Regions from separate parts of the Drosophila melanogaster genome. Here region 2 is linked to region 1. The links are chromatin contacts, called in public Hi-C maps. All regions are on one chromosome and are shown on one strand. The core of a region is the stretch at or near the end of the contact, and the rest is flanking DNA. Distances in the headings are between cores, read along the strand shown.

Evidence for each region. Hi-C and Micro-C count contacts between places; a contact is called where the count stands out from the background.
Region 2: a Hi-C map of the OSC cell line shows a contact between it and region 1, with 2.9 times the contacts expected there. The contact joins the promoter of Golgin84 here to the promoter of CG5715 in region 1. A contact is called at or near these places in 8 of 107 Hi-C or Micro-C datasets (the Clone 8 cell line, the D17-c3 cell line, the OSC cell line and 4 more) and 1 of 6 datasets of contacts at active chromatin or transcription factors (the S2 cell line).

Annotation. Positions count from the first base shown.
Region 1 is chr3R:24,292,872-24,295,823 of dm6, forward strand. CG5715 reads right to left here and starts at 1,528. Exons shown (of 2, transcript NM_142985.4): 1 at 1,107-1,528; 2 at 495-1,050. The coding sequence starts at 1,499. The coding sequence ends at 556. Uck (Uridine-cytidine kinase) reads left to right here. Exons shown (of 8, transcript NM_001260352.2): 7 at 1-98; 8 at 258-500. It overlaps crb (crumbs), which reads left to right and starts at 2,207. Exons shown (of 14, transcript NM_001260355.2): 1 at 2,207-2,952. The coding sequence starts at 2,756.
Region 2 is chr3R:24,356,569-24,359,520 of dm6, forward strand. It overlaps Golgin84 (Golgin-84), which reads right to left and starts at 1,370. Exons shown (of 2, transcript NM_142993.3): 1 at 1-1,370. The coding sequence starts at 1,308. It overlaps CG18528, which reads right to left. Exons shown (of 3, transcript NM_142994.4): 2 at 2,686-2,952; 3 at 1,527-2,629. The coding sequence ends at 1,643.

The DNA.
Region 1 (2,952 bases), core at 278-2,777:
CTTCTTAAACAATCGATCTCGGCACGGATCAACCGGAAACATGGCTCTCTACATGAATCTGGATTTGAATGCGACGGGTGCCGGTTTCGCGGGCCCAGGTAAGGCCACCATCCAAAAGGCGCGTCCCCACTAACCATCCGCTGACTGGAGTGAATGATCCGGATTACTAACCAATCAACCAACCAATGCATGCAATCGGACACTTGCTGTGCTGTATATATAGTATCTTCTGTTATGCTTTGTGTTTCCCTGTGAAGATGGAAGTAACCTCGGCACGTACAACGCCATCCGAAGATTCTCGACGATCTGCAAGGAGCTCAACATGCAGGGCAACTATTTCTTTGAGACAAATAAGAACCTGCCGTACCACTAGGATGGGATGGCGTGAGAGTTCCCGGAGCAGTACAAGACACGACGCACATAGGCGATTGTTAATTATCTAACCAAATATTGTACCCATAGACATATTTTTTCAGTAAACACAATTGATTGTTGATGATAAATATTTATGTTTGTCAAAATACTGTTACCGAATGCTTCGACTGCAGTTGTCATCTACACCTTGCACTTGTACATTGCGTTGATCTTGCGCACATCTCCGGCTGAGAAGCCCTTGCGTTGACCCATCTGGCTGGCATCGGATGTGGCACGCAGTGCCTTCAACGTGGGCTGGCCATTCCGAGTGAAACTGGTGGGGGAGTAGTGCATCACACTGCCATAGTCGTATTCCACGCCGAAGCCGTACTGTGTCCTGGAACTGGACTTCTCGAAGTTGACCATCATCTCGGGCTTGATGTTGTCCTTCATCACGCGCACATAGGAGTCACGTTCGTGACGATTCTGCTCATGGAAGAAGCCCAGGGCGTGCATCAGCTCGTGAATGGGAGTGCCGTATGTACGCAAGCAGTTGGGCGACTGCAGATTCACTTCCTGGCGACCACCTAAGCGCCCAATGCTACTCCAGCAGCCAGACTTTCCGCTACCAATGGAGATGTAATCCTTTTCGGTGGTCCTGGGCTTGAAGCGCACGCATGTTTTGGTGTGGTATTCCTAAGATACAAAATCTTATTTGTAAATTGTAATAGGGACTATTACTGAAACCTCACCTTAAAAGCGTGGTTAATATTCCCCAATTCCTGGCTGGTAAAAGGACCTTTGATCTCGTAGGGCACAACGCCGCCCGGCCAGCGGGAACTCAGCGCCAAAATGCCATTACGAGTGCCATTGAATCGGGCGTCCCTGTAGCTCAGTGGAATCAGGATGTCACCTTCGTGGTAGGTTCCCAGCTCCTCGGGATTCAGCGGGGATTCCACACCGAGTGCCTCAACCAAAGCTCCAGTCGTCTCCACGTCCGGATTACCGAACAGAGTATCTCCAAGATCTGTCAAGTCAATCATTTCCTGGGAGTCCATATCCTCCAGGGGCATGGAATCTCCCAGAGAAATGCCCAGTATAATCAGTAGCAAAAGCGAACCAGTATTATTTTGCGATTTGCCCATTTTGCTAATTCCCCAACTGCTGTGATTTCTAACCAGGCTTACCCACATTATATAGTCCCACCTAGACCTCCAAAAATTGACGACATGTTGTCGGTGCTGCCTGTTTATGCTGAGTTCTCTTTGAAACGATAAGTCGGCGCTTTGTGGCCGTTTACATTTACATTAAGTACGTAGTTGCTATCCGCCGGCTTCTTGATTTATGGGGAATTTACTTTTATGCATTCCGACTTGAAAATATGTGCAGTGCGGAATTTTCGCAAGTTAAGATTTGCGGTATTATAAAAGGTTTATTCTATTTGGATTATGATGATGTAGGTCACAACTTACAAAACCCATAACTGCCGTTGGTAATTTAAGTGAAGTTTACGTTTTCATGTTCCCGCCATAAATTAAACTTTACTATGCTCGTGTATTTTGGAATGTCACCTAGACATACACACGATATTAATTGATATATTGAATAGTTATATCAGTAAAGTTTTATGAAAATGTAATTAACGGTTTAATTCTTGTGCGAAATCAATTCAAGAACAAAATATTTTTTTTGTACATATTGTACCACTGTGCAACTTGAATATCAGTGTGGCCATGCATGTTGACTCTATATCAAAATCCAGCCAAACCTAGCCAAGCGGACTGGTCACACTGCACCATATATAAGCCCACGAAACGGATATCGCCGATTCAAACGGTCGAACATTTTTCTTGCTGCTCGTACGTACGTTTTATTGGTTGCTCGCGCTCGTAACGTTTTTTTCGCCCCGTTTTGGCCAATGTGTGTGCGCGCGCGTGTGTGTGTGCTGCTTGCAGTTCAAAAGGGCAGCGACAACAACAAGAACAGCGCACCTCTCTTTTAAGCCAAGTCTTCGGCGCTCGTATGTGTGTGTGTGTGTTGGTGTGATTCAGAATCGTGGCCTGGGAAGAAATGGCAAATTAGTTGGCTCAAAGTGGAATCTCTGTGCTCAATATTCAAATTCAGGCTAGAAAGTGTCGCGTGCGAAAGTTTGCAAATAATACAACTAGCAGAAAAAGAGGAATATAACTTAAAAAAAATAAAAATAACCTGTTCTAAGCCAAGTGCCGATTGCGCGCGTGTGTGTGTGTGCGTATGAGTGTTTGCGTGGAGCAGAGAGAAGGGAGAATGCAATTACCAACAACAACAAGCTCAATGAGTATCGTTTGAATAGCAATAATATCTAGCCAAAAGCAACCCTTTCCAATACGAAAACTCGACTTGAGCCAACAAATCAGCGATCATGGCTAAAATCGCCAATGCGTCACTGTCGCAACAACAAAAACAGCGGCAAGCAGAAACAGCAACGACCACAACAACAACAGTGGCGGCATCAGTAGAAACAGCAACAACAACAGCAAGAAGTCGAGACCGCACGAAAAGCGCAGCTCAAATTACGTCGCATTTGCTCAAGCGCGCCATTTCAGTTTATTCGTCGCC
Region 2 (2,952 bases), core at 120-2,619, 64 kb after region 1:
GCGGGAGCTGCCCCTTTGGCTCTCCATTTCCACCAAGTGCATGTTTTGCTGTAGCTGCGTCTGTGCCTTTTCGTGCTGTAGTCGCAGGGCATTTCTCTCACTCGTAACTCTTTCCAGAAGACTTTGACGTTCGACCAGTGATTGGGTTAAAGCCTTTAGCCGAGTCTCGTAATCGCTCTTGGCTCCCGTGTTGGCTTCCTCGCTCAATCGCTGACGCATCTGCTGAAGCTGCTGCTCCCGCTCCTGGAGTCGAGTGGCGGCAGCAGCCATTTGGTTACTAAGTTGCTGCCGCAGTGAGGCCAGTTCCTGCGTGAGCACTCGCTGATCGGATTCGGAGGTCACACTGTGTTCCCTTGCCTGTCGCAACTCCTTTGCTAGTGTTTCCTCGCGTTGGCGGGCAGAGCTTAGTTCCACCTGTCGTTGTCTTTCCTGGGAAACGTAATCGTCCAGCTGCAAGCGCGCCTTTTGCAGTTCCTCGTTGGCATGCTCTAGTTCTTGCTTAAGTGACTCGTGTTCAATTTGCAGAAAACGCGTTTCACTGTCCTTGGACACCAGGTTTGGATCTGCGCCCTCCTCCGTGGGCTTCGCCTTCAACTCTGCGATGAGGGAATCCTTTGCTTGCAGAGCTCGCTGAGCCTTGATACGGTATTCCTGAAGCTCCTGGCGCTGCTGCTCCGTTTCCTTTGTTTGCATTTGCAATTTGTGAGCGGCGCTTATGTATTCCTGCTGCAACTTGGCCAGATTGGTTTCCAGTTCGGAGATGGAGTGCACATACGCCATGTTAGCTGCCTGGGCCTCATTGTAGTCATGAACCGCCTTGTCCCGCTCTTCGGACAGACTTTTAACCAGAGCTTCCAGCACCTGGGTGTGTTGATGCAGATCAAACTTTTCGGTTTCGTTATTAAGATCTTCCAAGCGCAGACGCAGTTCATCTCTTTCGGCCGTGATTTCATTCAGGGCGATCTTGAAGGCAGCCAATTCATTTGTGTCCATTGAGTTGGCGGATATGTCGGGACTGTTGGAGAAACTGGCCGACGTGGTCATCTTTTGGCGCATGTCCTTAGTGACCACGGAGACCCCGCCATCGCTTTTTACACTTGATGAGCTATTGGCCCCCGAGCGCCGCACTGGCGACAGAGTGGACTTCAGGGATGTGGACAGTGATTGGGTGCTGCTCGTCATGCTCCTACGCATGGGATCCGCTGAACCTGTGGCGTTCTCTGTCTGCAGGGCCGTTGCCGCATTTTGGTCCAGCTTGTTCAAAATGTTTTCGGCCTTGTCCGCCAGTCCTGTGATCCAGGATGACATATTTTTCTAAGAAAAACAAATCTCTTCGAGTAAAACACGTAAACAATATCACACTGTGTGCCCATATCGCTATCGACTGCGGAATGGTCAACTCCAAAGTTAAGGTCACTCTAAAAGTAACGTAATTTTGAAAAACCTTTTTTCTGATCAAAAAAATATTTATATGAAAATGTAAGGATTGGTTTTAGAAATAAATGTAATTCCAATCTTTCTTATCCGTGCAGAAATGTTAATTTATTATGCTTATCAAAACTCTAGGGTACAAATGAATATTTTATTCAATACTCAACATGGGCAGTGTAATCTTCGCAACTCACAACTATAAACTATCTCTTCACTTTCCAATGCAAAAGTCCTTGAAGACCACGTCGAGTATATCTTCGCAGCTGATGTGTCCGGTGATGCGTTCGATGCAGCGCACGGAGTTGCGCAGCTTGGAGGCGGCTATGGCCATGTCCGGGTAAACGTCGGGTCTGTAATCTCGTAGAAAAATATCAATGTTCTCAATGCAGCGCTCCAGTTGCTGACGGTAGCGTGTGTTTGTGATGCGTGGATTCTCCGCCCGCGGTTCTCCGCACAGTTCTTGCAGCTGCTTCTCCAGTGATCCCAGAAACACGGGCATCTTATCGGGCTTATGGCATGATATGGCTAACACGTTGGACAGCTTGTCCAGCTGCTGATGCTCCTCATCCGTCAAAGTGTCGGTTTTATTGGCCACCAATTGCAGACGTTTCCCTGAGCACATGTCCAGAGGTATATCCAACTCGCCCAGATAGCTATCTACAAACGGAGCAACTGCGTCGTCGTGCGTCAGCTGTGCAATGTTCTTGGCTTCTGCTAGGAGCAATATCAAATCAGATTGGACTAGACAATTCTTGGCTCTCTGCATTCCCTCCTGCTCTATACTATCCGTAGTATATCGGCGTAATCCGGCTGTGTCGGAAAATACCACCGGGTATCCTCCGAAATTGTGCATTGTTTCTATAATATCCCTTGTGGTGCCCGCCTGATCCGTCACTATGGACACGGATCGCTGGCAGAGGAGATTGAGCAGACTACTCTTGCCAACATTGGGTGCTCCAATGATCACAGTGCGGACTCCGTCGCGGAGGAGCTCTCCCTGCCGCTGGTCACTCAAATGCTCGCGAATCTCACGCTTTACCGCCTTTAGTTCTTTGCCGAGTTGCAGGATGATGCCGCCTTCGATTTGCTCCTCTTCGGCGAAGTCTATGTAGGCCTCCAAATGGGCAGCACAGCGAATAAGTCGACGGCGCCAGTTGTCGTAGAGTCGAGCCAGTGCTCCAGTGCTTTGTAGCAGTGCCTGGAGAAAGAAGAGACTTGAAACAAAATTTATGAGACCCTAAGTCCACTGTCTACCTGCTTTCTTTGCGCCTCCGTTTCAGCATGGATAAGATCGGCCAATCCCTCCACCTCTGTCAAATCCAGTTTGCCACCAAAGAACGCTCTCTTTGTGAACTCTCCCGGCTCCGCCGGCCGCAATCCATCCACTTTTCCCAGAGCATCCAACATGGCCGCAATGACTGCCAGGGACCCGTGTACCTGAAACTCGCAGGAATCCTCGCCAGTGAAAGAAGCCGGTCCCGGAAACCAAAGTAAGAGCCCACGGTCAATCATCTCTTTGCT